2 separate regions of the Muntiacus reevesi genome follow, and region 1 is linked to region 2. Evidence: chromatin contacts called from public Hi-C data. All regions are on one chromosome and are shown on one strand. The core of a region is the stretch at or near the end of the contact, and the rest is flanking DNA. Distances in the headings are between cores, read along the strand shown. Region 1 holds the start of PIK3CA (phosphatidylinositol-4,5-bisphosphate 3-kinase catalytic subunit alpha). Region 2 holds the start of MFN1 (mitofusin 1).

The links. Hi-C and Micro-C count contacts between places; a contact is called where the count stands out from the background.
Region 1: a contact with region 2 is called in a Hi-C map of muscle, with 5 times the contacts expected there. The contact joins the promoter of PIK3CA here to the promoter of MFN1 in region 2. A contact is called at or near these places in 2 of 3 Hi-C or Micro-C datasets (blood and muscle).

Annotation. Positions count from the first base shown.
Region 1 is chr8:65,573,263-65,579,681 of mMunRee1.1, reverse strand. PIK3CA (phosphatidylinositol-4,5-bisphosphate 3-kinase catalytic subunit alpha) reads left to right here and starts at 4,318. Exons shown (of 21, transcript XM_065943668.1): 1 at 4,318-4,467.
Region 2 is chr8:65,393,915-65,400,106 of mMunRee1.1, reverse strand. MFN1 (mitofusin 1) reads left to right here and starts at 3,113. Exons shown (of 18, transcript XM_065942777.1): 1 at 3,113-3,240; 2 at 6,027-6,142. The coding sequence starts at 6,031.

The sequences.
Region 1 (6,419 bases), core at 3,069-5,568, 180 kb before region 2:
GGAACCCTCTTACACTGTTGGTGGGAATGCAAACTAGTACAGCCACTATGGAAAACAGTGTGGAAATTTCTTTAAAAACTGGAAATAGAACTGCCATATGACCCAGCAATCCCACTTCTGAGCATACACACTGAGGAAACCAGATCTGAAAGAGACACGTGCACCCCAATGTTCATCGCAGCACTGTTTATAATAGCCAGGACATGGAAGCAACCTAGATGCCCATCAGCAGATGAATGGATAAGGAAGCTGTGGTACATATACACCATGGAATATTACTCAGCCATTAAAAAGAATTCATTTGAATCAGTTCTAATGAGATGGATGAAACTGGAGCCCATTATACAGAGTGAAGTAAGCCAGAAAGATAAAGAACATTACAGCATACTAACACATATATATGGAATTTAGAAAGATGGTAACGATAACCCTATATGCAAAACAGAAAAAGAGACACAGAAGTACAGAACAGACTTTTGAACCCTGTGAGAGAAGGTGAGGGTGGGATGTTTCGAAAGACCAGCATGTATATTATCAAGGGTGAAACAGATCACCAGCCCAGGTGGGATGCATGAGACAAGTGCTTGGGCCTGGTGCACTGGGAAGACCCAGAGGAATCGGGTGGAGAGAGAGATGGGAGGGGGGATCGGGATGGGGAATATGTGTAACTCTATGGCTGATTCATACCAATGTATGACAAAACCCACTGAAATGTTGTGAAGTAATTAGCCTCTAACTAATTTAAAAAAATAAAATAAAATAAACTACTATATAAAAAAAAAAACACCACAGCCATCACTTTGCCAACAAAGTCCATATAGTCAAAACTATGGTTTTTCCAGTAGTCATGTACAGATTTGAGAATTGTACCATAAAGAAGGTGGTTGAAGAATTGATGCCTTTGAACTGCAGTGCTGGAGAAGGTTCTTGAGAATCCCTTGGACAGCAAGGAGATCAAACCAGTCAATGCTAAATGAAATCAAACCCTTAATATTCACTGGAAGGACAGATGCTAAAGCTGAAGCTCCCATACTTTGGCAACCTGGTGCAAAGAACTGCCTCACTGAAAAAGACCCTGATGCTGGGAAAGATTGAGGGCAGGAGGAGAAAGGGGCAATGGAGGATGAGATGGCTGAATAGTATCACTGACTCAATGGACATGAATTTGAGCAAATTCCCAGACAGTTAAAGACAGGGAAGCCTGACATACTGCAGTCCATGGAGTCCCAGAGTCAGACACAACTTAGTGAGTAAGCAACAAAAGGACGCTTACTAAGATACTCAGGCAAAATAAACCTTAACAAATAGAAAAGAACTGAAATCTTAAAAGTATGTTTTCTGGTCATAACCAAACTAGTAAGTGCTACATGGCAGTTCATTTTTGTCTTCCTTTGGTGTGTTTTTATTGTTTGACTTGGCAATTTTATAAATCCAGAGTATACTGCTTCATAATCAAGTTGATTCTTGTTTCCAAATGACTTCAAAGCTTAGTTGTAATTTCAGTGTTTGTTACAAAGTATGTTTCAGTGCACAATACACATTTGAGTATCAGTTATCTTTATTTTCAATGGAAATAAAACCAAAAGGCAAGTAACTATTATTAAATACCTCCAATGTGTTAGAATGGAACAACTGTGTCACCTTGGACATTCTACCTCTTGACTTTAGAAAACAGCTCTTTAATTCTAAAGTATTCCATTTTTTGTTTGTCTTACAGTCTGAGTATCACAATTTCAATTTTTCCTGTAAAACATTCTTCTTTAAGTCTCAGGACCTTAAGCAACACATTTCATCATATAGAGGCCTAAAATAAACACTGAAGAACAGTGCAGATACCTTCAGAAGCAAGATAAAGCAGACAACATATCAATGGTCACCATATAAACCAAATGCAGCAATTGTGAATTCAGCAGTAAATGTTAATCCTGTACCACTGAGTAATCACACAAGTACCAGGTATGACATTTTCTGTTGTAACCTGTGTGCGTTCTAAGTTGCTTTAGTCGCGTCTGACTCTTTGCGACCCCATGGACTGCAGTCCACCAGGCTCCTCTGTCCTTGTGATTCTTCAGGCAAGAATACTGGACTGGATTGCCATGCCTTCCTCCAGGGGATCTCCCCTACTCGGGGATGGAACCTGAGTCTCTTAAGTCTCCTGCACTGGCAGGCAGGTTCTTTACCACTAGCGCCACCTGGGGAAGCATGGCACATGTTGTGGCACGTAATTTCTTAAAGGCAGATTGAAAAGCTGAAGAAAGTGAAAGTCACTCAGTCATGTCAGACTCTTTGTGACCCCATGCACTATACAGTCCATGGAATTCTCTAGGCCAGAATACTGGAGAGGGTAGCCTTTCCGGTCTCCAGGGGATCTTCCTAACCCAGGGATCGAACCCAGGTTTCCCGCATTGCAAGTAGATTCTTCACCAGTTGAGCCACAGGGAAGCCCAAGAATACTGGAGTGGGTTGCCTATCCCTTCTCAAGTGGATTTTCCTGACCAAGGAATCTAACCAATGTCTCCTGCATGGCAGGCGGATTCTTTACCAACTGAGGTATCAGGGAAGCCCAAAAGGCAGATTATCACATAACAAAAATCATATAATGCATGTACCACCTATTAAAATAAATTTTAGAAAAACATGTATTTACCATAATTTTTCCCTACTAAGGACCACCTATTAAGATCTCACTAAACTCTGGGCCTGGGAACACAAATTTGGGAAAAGCTGCCTTAAGATTTCCTTTGACCAGTAAATCAATATCATTGCTTTTTTTGTTGTTTGTTTAAATTCCTTTCTCTTGAGTAACAGAGTGTTCTGAAAGTGCTGAAAAACACTGGTTCAAGAAAAATATTTAGAAACTTAGACCCCTGAAATATGAGATGAAAACCAGAGCTTAAGAAAAGAGAGAAAGCACAGGAAATACAGAAACACAGTCAAATGAAACTATGACCACATAAAGGAATGGTTCTTTTTTAGGATTGGTTAAGGATGTGTGGTGTTTGAGCAAAACTGGTTATTGGTCAGCTTTCAGCACTGAATGACAAGCTGAACTGTAACATCTCCAGGGCGGGTCACTTTCAAGTCCTCTACTCCTTAAAATGCAAGAGAGGGCCCTACGTTGAGGACTTGTATTGCAGATTTCTGCTAATCACTGTTCCTACGTCTTTTTTAATACAATGAAAGGCCACTAGGGGGAGAAACACGCCGAAAACCTGACCCTTAGCAGTGATCTCAAAACCTAACAGATCCTATTACTCTCCAGCAAAAAGAAGCTTCTGTGGTACGCAGTATCAAACCACCACCCTGCGTCTACTCTGGAACCAAAATGGTTTTTCTAAAGTCTCCGTGGGCACTACGCGAAAAAAGCACGTGTTCTGAATAGTCAGAATGGAATCCTACAAGCTGATTCAGATCTGAAAAAAAGGACATTGCAAAAGGTCTCCCTGAGTGAGTCAAAGTATTGCAGAGGGCTGTGGCAGTGCATTCCTCTTTCGGGATGGGCTACAACTTAACCTTACGTTGGCAAAAGGACGCGAAGCAACGTTTTGTAAAAGGCCTTCTTTCTAGTATCGATATCCATTTCTGGTTAGCCACTGAGAGAGGCGGTTAGCCACTACATCCCCTCCCCTCGCCCCTATACTAGAATAAATCTTATTTCCTCTATGGGCGTAAAAGTGAATGGACCCGCTAGCTCCCGATAGGCCTTTCTATACCTCAACCCAGCCCTACAGCTCGTAGAGACACATAGGCGCATCCCTGCTGCTCGTACGACACCTATGCCGCCACAGGATGACAAAACAGCCTCACCACTGCAAAAGACAACAGCGTTAAATACCAGCGCGGCAGGAAAATGAGCCACAAAGCCACTCAAACTTAGGGCACAAAACCAAGGCGCAGGCGCACTGGCACACTGTCACCCGATTTGCCCACTTCCCCCTTCTGGTCTCCGCAGTTTCACTTCCTCTCGTTTGTCCCTCTGCTTCCGGGGCATAGTAGGCTCGGCCCCTCCTCAGCTCTTACCCTCCTCTGCCCGAGGAGGGGGGAGTCGAGGGGGTGGGGAAGAGTTCGTTGTTTGTTTACACGATGTGAGCGGAAAAAGAGACCAATAAAGTTTATTCTGGAAACAAAAGAAAAAAAAAAACAGGGGTGACAGAGAAAGGAGACGGGGGCGGGGGCGTGTGGCGGGGGCTAGCTAGGAGAGGCAGCGAGAAGGAGAAAGCGGCAGTTCCGGTGCCGCCGCTGCGGCCGCTGAGGTCTCGGGCTGCTGCCGCCGCGGCCGCTGGGGCTGGGGCCGCCGGCGAGGCAGGGCTCGGGCCCGGCCGGGCAGCTCCGGAGCGGCGGGGGAGAGGGGCCGGGAGGCGGGGGCTGTGCCGCCCGCTCTCCTCTCCCTCGGCGCCGCCGCCGCCGCCGCCCGCGGGGCTGGGACCCGATGCGGTTAGAGCCACGGAGCCTCGAGGAGCCCCGAGCGTGAGTAGAACGCGGACAGGCCGGGAGCGGGAGCGGTCGGGATGGGGCCGGGTGGGTGCCGGGGACTCTCGGGCGCGCCCGCCGTCTTGGGCGGGGGCTGCCCGCCGGTCGTTTCTCCCAGCTTCGGCCCGCAGCAGAGTTCGCCTGCGATCCCCGCTCTCCGCCTGCCGCTGGCCTCACCCAGATGCAGAGGCGAGGGCTCGCCGCTCCCTCTTTTCTCCCTCTGGCCGCCGCCTCGCTCCTCGTTTCCTTCCTCTCCCATTTTTGGGGATGGGGCGGCTAGAGACTGAGGAAGTGCGCCCAGGGCCGCCGCCCCGGCCGCGGTGGCTCGGTCCCCCGCGCCCTTGCACATCCACCCGACCCGCGAGCACCGCGGCGTGAGCGATCGCGAGTGCCAAACCGCGAGCTCTTCCTGAGGGGCTGTCACGCCCGAGGACTCCGACCGCGCCAGCCCGGCCACCCTGCGGTTTGCCTCATACTGGGTTTAAATCGCCCGGCTGGGGCTTGGAAGGCTAGCGCGATTCCTCTCCCACCCTTCCTCTCGAAGTTGTTTTTTTCCTTTTAACCGAGACAATCAAACGTATTGAATCTTTCATTCATAGACCTGAGACATTGTCTCGCGATTGTATCTTTAGTAAGTCTAATATGTGATGCCTGCTTCATAGCTCCTAAGTGGCTCGGAAAGGTAGGGTAGCGCCCAGAATTGGACTGTGTAAACACCAGACGTTCAGCCAGTGTGTTTTGATCGCGGCTTGAGGGGTTTATTTTAGGATGCTAAAGGAATAGTGGTGATGGTGGCTAGTTACCAGACTTAGAAATCGAAAGCTGTTTTGGCTGACAGTAATTGGGAAGCTGTTTACGTAGTCATAAAGGGTAAGGGGAGCGCCATAAGAGGGGCTTCTGTGAGAAGAGCCTGCATATTCTTTAATGAAGTAGAGTTGTGATTCCGTTTGGTGACGCTTCCTCATTCCAGCACTGCGCCTTTGGGCACATGCAGGACATGGGTTTGCGAGATGATGTTTTGATCGTAGTTTGTGAGGCCTGGGAGAACCACTTGGAAAACTTGGGTAGGTAAACTTCTGTTAACTCAAGTCATCGGGTAATTACTATGGCCGCATTTGAACCACTGTGGGCAATACCGGTCGCATGTTTTCCTGCTCAGAAGCTGGGTTCTCTGGGTATTTGCTTACATTGCACTGTACAAAATTTGTTTATGTACTGGATTGCGTGTTGTTAAGGAAATACCTACAAAATGCTTAAGATACCACGTTACTAATTTAATTTGTGTAAATCACAGCACGTCCTTATTAATGGATCCTAGAAGCAACTGTAGTGTAAGAATTTGTTAATATGTCTGTATTTAAGTTTTAACATTTTTTAAGACTGAATCATTGAATTCTGGTTGACAGCATAGATCTCTATCTAAACATCACATGTTCTGGAAAATTTTAATTATCAGATTAACTGTTCTGCAGTGTCATCAGCCAAAATTATCTGAAGAGGGCCCAGTGGGGGTGTGTGGGGGGGAGGAGGGGTATTTTGTTTGGCTTTCTGAGTTTTCTCATCTCACCTTTTTGGATAAAATTAAATTTCATCCGTAACTTTTTTCAAAAGTTTCTTACAGGTTTTTCCATCATTGTAAAATAGAGTGCTTTCCTATTAAAATCACGAAATAGATGATTGAAAGAAGTGATAGCACATGGTAACAGTCATAGCATCATGGGGGAAATAAAAAGAAAATGAATGAATATTAACTTAATATTTTATCATTGACTTTATGAATATAAAGTTTGAAAGACATTCCTATCAGTTTTAGTTCAGGAATTAAAAATGAACCACATATAAATGCAGAACAGTGTTTTTATATGTCTAAATTTTTTTCCCTTCAATTTTAAGTAAATTAGATATGGCATTAAGGAGATGTCACTAAATACAAATGCTGTAAACCCAAA
Region 2 (6,192 bases), core at 1,864-4,363:
ATCTAATCCCTTGAATCTATTTCTCACTTCTACTGTATAATTTTAAGGGATTTGATTTAGGTCATACCTGAATGGTCTATGAATGGTCTAGTTGTTTTCCCTACTTTCTTCAATTTAAGTCTGAATTTGGCAATGAGGAGTTCATGACCTGAGCCACAGTTCAGCTCCCAGACTTGTTTTTGCTGACTGTATAGAGCTTCTCCATCTTTTACATAGTCAACTGACTATAGATGTTAATCACAAATAATCTCCCAGAAATACCTAGGGTTAGTGTTTGGTTGAATAACTGGATACTAGCTCCTACCATAAAGTAGGTATTAGTATTCTGCATTTGTGGATGAAGTACCTAGGGCTCAGAAGGATAAAGGGGCGTCAATTGCAAAACTGTGTCTCTTGCCAACTAGAGAAAGTCCCAGGACTTTCCTTTGAGTCATGTGCAGAACAGGAGCAGCAACACTCAAGGGATGTTAGAAATGCACACTTGGACCCAGTGAATCAGAATCTGCAGTTTAATAAGATCCTCAAGTACAAAATTCCTGAGTACAAAATTTGAGAAGCACTAGTCATGGTTGGAGGAGAAGGCAATGGCATCCCACTCCAGTACTCTTGCCTGGAAAATCCCGTGGACGGTGGAGCCTGGTAGGTTGGAGTCCATGGGGTCGCTAAGAGTCGAACACGACTAAGCGACTTCACTTTCACTTTTCATTTTCACTCATTGGAGAAGGAAATGGCAACCCACTCCAGTGTTCTTGACTGGAGAATCCCAGAGACAGGGGAGCCTGGTGGGCTGACATCTATCAGGTCACACAGAGTCGGACACGATTGAAGTGACTTAGCAGCAGTCATGGTTGGAAAAGGTCAATTTTCAAACCAATTCCAAATAAAGGCAATGCCAAAGAATGCTCAAACCACTGCACAATTGCACTCATCTCACATGCTAGTAAAGTAAGGCTCAAAATTCTCCAAGCCAGGCTTCAGCGATACGTGACATGAACTTCCAGATGTTCAAGCTGGATTTATAAAAGGCAGAGGAACCAGAGATCAAATTGCCAACATCCGCTGGATCATCGAAAAAGCAAGAGAGTTCCAGAAAAACATCTATTTCTGCTTTATTGACTATGCCAAAGCCTTTGACTGTGTGGGTCACAACGAACTGTGGAAAATTCTGAAAGAGATGGGAATACCAGACCACCTGACCTGCCTCTTGAGAAATCTGTATGCAGGTCAGGAAGCAACAGTTAGAACTGGACATGGAACAACAGACTGGTTCCAAATAGGAAAAGGAGTACATCAAGGCTGTATATTGTCACCCTGCTTATTTAACTTATATGCAGAGTACATCACGAGAAACACTGGGCTGGATGAAGCACAAACTGGAATCAAGACTGCCAGGAGAAATATCAATAACCTCAGATATGCAGATGACACCACCCTTATGGCAGAAAGTGAAGAAGAACTAAAGGGCCTCTTGATGAAAGTGGAAGAGGAGAGTGAAAAAGTTGGCTTTAAGCTCAACACTCCGAAAACTAAGATCATGGCATCCGGTCCCATCACTTCATGGCAAATAGATGGGATAACAATGGAAACAGTGACAGACTTTATTTTTGGGGCTCCAAAATCACTGCAGATGGTGACTGCAGGCATGAAATTAAGAGATGCTTCATCCTTGGAAGGAAAGTTATGACCAACCTAGACAGCATTAAAAAGGAGAGACATTACTTTGCCAACAAAGGTCCATCTAGGCAAAGCTATGGTTTTTCCAGTAGTCATGTACGGATGCGAGTTGGACGATAAAGAAAACTGAGCGCTGAAGAATTGATGCTTTTGAACTGTGGTGTTGTAGAAGACTCTTGAGGGTGCCTGGACTGCAAGGAGATCCAACTAGCCCATCCTAAAGGAAATCAGTCCTTGATATTCTTTGGAAGGACTGATGCTGAAGCTGAAACTCCAGTACTTTGGCCACCTGATGCACAGAACTGACTCATTTGAAAAGACCCTGATGCTGGGAAAGATTGAAGGCAGGAGAAGGGGACGACAGAGGGTGAAATGGTTGGATGGCATCACCAACTCAGTGGACATGAGTTTGGGTAAACTTCGGGAGTTGGTGATGGACAGGCAGGCTGAGCTGCTGCGGTCCATGGGGTCGCAAAGAGTCGGCCACGACTGAACTGAACTGAACTGAGTCAAGGATTGGCTCCGTGATAAATAATCCGCTTGCAAAGGCGGGAGACAGGTTGGATCCCTGAACCTGGAAGATCCCCTGGAGTAAGAAATGGCAACCTCGTCAGGTATTCTTGCCTGGAAAATTTTGTGCACAGAGGAGTCTGGAACGCTAGAGTCCATGGGGTCGCAAAGAGTTGGACACGCGAAGAGCTGGATACAAGTTAGCGCGCGCGCGCGCGCGCGCACACACACACACACACACACACACACACACACACACACACAGCTAAGGTAGTCACACACACACACACACACACACACACACACAGCTAAGGTAGTCACACACACACACACACACAGCTAAGGTAGTCACACACACACACACACACACACACACACACAGCTAAGGTAGTCACACACACACACACACACACACACACACAGCTAAGGTAGTCACACACACACACACACACACAGCTAAGGTAGTCACACACACACACACACACACACAGCTAAGGTAGTCACACACACACACACACACACACACACACACACACACACACACACACACACACACACACACACACACACACACACAGCTAAGGTAGTCTATAAGTCAAAAGGTTTTTCTTTATTGCTGATGGCCGAGCAAGCAGGATTCCTTGTTTTGCGCCACAACCCAACCTCATCTCGCCGCACCTGTCCTCCTTTTCGCTCTTCCTCACTACACCAACCACTGGCAGCTAGCGACGCCGAGGCTGGGCAGAGCTTTGGAAATTTTGAAGGCAGAGGGAGGCGAAGCAGAAACTAGGGGAACTGAAAAACATTCTTGTAGCAGCATTCCCTGCCAACAAAAACTCTTTGCCCTGTGCCCTTAAGAAATATGACCTTCGGCGAAGACGCACTTCCGGTCATGGAGCCAAACAAAATCCGGGAGGCCAAGAGGCCGGAAGTAACCGCCCTCGCGCCTCTCCTCCCGCCCCCTCTTAATTTCCCAGCGTCTTTTGGGAGAATGAGGCTGCTTGAGGGCTGTGGCTGAGGTGCGGTTGCTGGGTGACAAGTCGGAGCCCGGACTGGGTGAGTGCCCGCTGTCTCGGCCGCGGATCGGTTCACTTTGCTCGGGTGACCTTCGTCCTGCCGGGGATAGAGGGCAGGGAGTCGTGCGCGGGGCGCTCTGTGAAGAGGCGCCGCCGCGGGGTCTGCGGCAAAGGAGCGAGCTGGAGGGGTTGCGAGTGGGGCCAGCGCCCGGGTCGGGCCCGCGGAGCCCGCGAGGTCAGTGCCCAAGGAGTCGGGCGGCCGGGCCCGGGCCAGGGCTCGCGGGACGGGGGTGGGGTCTGGCCCCGAGCCCCGCAGGCGGGGCTCCCGCGCCTGGTGTGGAGGACGGGAAAGGCCTTTCTCCAAGGAAGGCGTTCACAACCAGCTGAACCGGGTGGTTATTCTCACCGTGTTTTCTCTCGCAGCCATTCGGTCAGTCATTTCCTGACCCCTTGAAAGTCTCAGCCTTTTTTATGGCTGCTCTGCTCCATTTTACACACACGCACACAGAGATTAGACAGGTGTGTGATCGGTTTTGTTGGGTGCTCTTTATGAGAAGCTACCACCAAAAATTATTTTTTTAACTTAAATTCCTGTAAGTAAGTTCTTGTTACTTTGGCTGGAAACGTTGATGCTCTTTATGAGGCTTGTCTCCATATTTGCTGCGATGAGAACTACTACTTTCTAAACGTTTGTATTGCTTTTTTTAAAGCTTGCCTCCTTACTTGTTGCGACGAAAACTAATTTCTAAACGTTAGTATTGCATCAAACGTTAATATGATGTTGGAAGTTTTATTTACTCACTCTGCCTATCCACCTTCACCCACCTAGAGGTCAAGGTTGAGAGACAGTAACTTATTGTTGGTGAACTTGGCTTCATCTCACTCATCCTGTTCCCTGATGTAGTTAAGTCACATGCACTCTTACTAGCATGAAAACAAATAACCCATTCAAAACAATGGGCAGAAGACCTGAATAGACATTTCTCCAAAGAGGACATACAGATGACCAATAGGCACATGAAAAGATGTTCAACTTCAGTAGTTATTGGAGAAGTGCAAATCAAAACTAAAATGAGATATCACCTCACAGCGTTTAGAATGGCTGTCATCAAAAAATCCAAAAACAACAAATGCTGGAGAGGGTGTGGAGAGAAAAGAACCCTTCTATATTGCTTATGGGAATGTAATAGTCACTATGGGAATCAATATTGTCACTATGGAGAGCAGTATGGAGGTTCCTTAAAAAACTAAAAATAGAGCTACCATATGATCCAGCAATCCCACTCCTGGGCATATATCTGCAAAAGAACGTCCAAAAGGATTCATGCACCTCAGTGTTCATTGCAACGCTGTTTACAATAGCCAAGACACTGAGGAAACCTAAATGTCTATCTACAGAGGACAGGATAAAAAAGATGCAGTACATATATTACAATGCAATATTACTCATCCATTAAAAAGAATGAAATAATACCCTTTGCAGCAACATGGATGGACCTAGAGAGTGTCATACTTAGTTAAATGAGTCAGAGAAGGAGAAATATCCTATGACATCCCTTATATGTGGAATCTGAAAAGAAATATACAAATAAATTTACAAAACAGAAAAAGACTCATAGACTTAGAAAAGGAACTCATGGTTGCCAGGGGAAGGGATAGTTAGGGACTTTGAGAATGTCATGTACACACTGCTGCTGCTGCTGCTGCTGCTGCTAAGTCTCTTTGGTCGTGTGCGACCCCATAGATGGCAGCCCACCAGGCTCCCGTCCCTGGGATTCTCCAGGCAAGAATACTGGAGTGGGTTGCCATTGCCTTCTCCAGTGCATGAAAGTGAAAAGTGAAAGTGAAGTCGCTCAGTCGTGTCCAACTCTTAGTGACCCCATGGACTGCAGCCGCCCAGGCTTCTCCATCCATGGGATTTTCCAGGCAAGAGTACTGGAGTGGGGTGCCATTGCTGTCTCCGCATGTACGCACTGCTATATATAAAATGGATAATCAATAAGTACCTACTGTATAGCACATGGGACTCTGCTTCATGTTATTTGCTAGCCTAGATGGGAGAAGGGTTTGGGGGAGAATGGATACATGTATATATATGGCTTCCTAGGTGATGCTAGTGGTAAAGAACCCACTTGCCAATGCAGGAGACACAGTTTCAATCCCTGGGTCAGAAAGATCCCCTGGAGGAGGGCATGGCAATCCACTTAAGTATTCTTGCCTGAAGAATCATGGGGTTGCAAAGAGTCGGACACGACTGAAGTGACTTAGCCCACCTATGTATGGCTGAGTACCTTCAAGGTTCACCTGAAACTGCCACAACATTGTTAATCGACTATATCCCAGTACAAAATAAAAAATTTAAAGTTTGGGGGGAAAATAGAGTCACATGCACTCAGAATTTGGCTAGTTTTCATCATCAGCAAAGGGAAATAAATAGAAATTGCTATCAAATTTTGGGCAATAGACTTCACATATTTTAGTGGAATATTGCCCAAAAGTAGTCTTTAATTGTCTGAGTAGATCACTTCTCTCCCAAAAATAGCTACATCAAAATATTTAGGGGGACTTCCCTGGTGGTACAATGGCTAAGACTCCACACTCCCAATGCAGGGGGCCTGAGTTTGATCCCTGGTTGGGGAACTAGATCCCACATGCCACCATTAAGAGCTTGAATGCTGCAGCTGAAAAGCCCACAAACTATAACTAAGACCCAGCAGAGCCAAATAAATGTTTTGGAAGTTTGTTTCATTGGGGAGTCAGTGTTGCTGAAAAGTGTCATTAACTCATGTGTCTTTAATTTGTACTTTTCTAACATTTTATTTTCAGCATAATGGCAGAAACTGCTTCTCCACTGAAGCACTTCGTGCTGGCTAAGAAGACAATTACAGCAATCTTCGACCAGTTACTGGAGTTTGTTACTGAAGGATCACATTTTGTTGAAGGTTAATATCTCTAAGTTTTTAAAATAATTACTTTTGAAAATATATAAAGA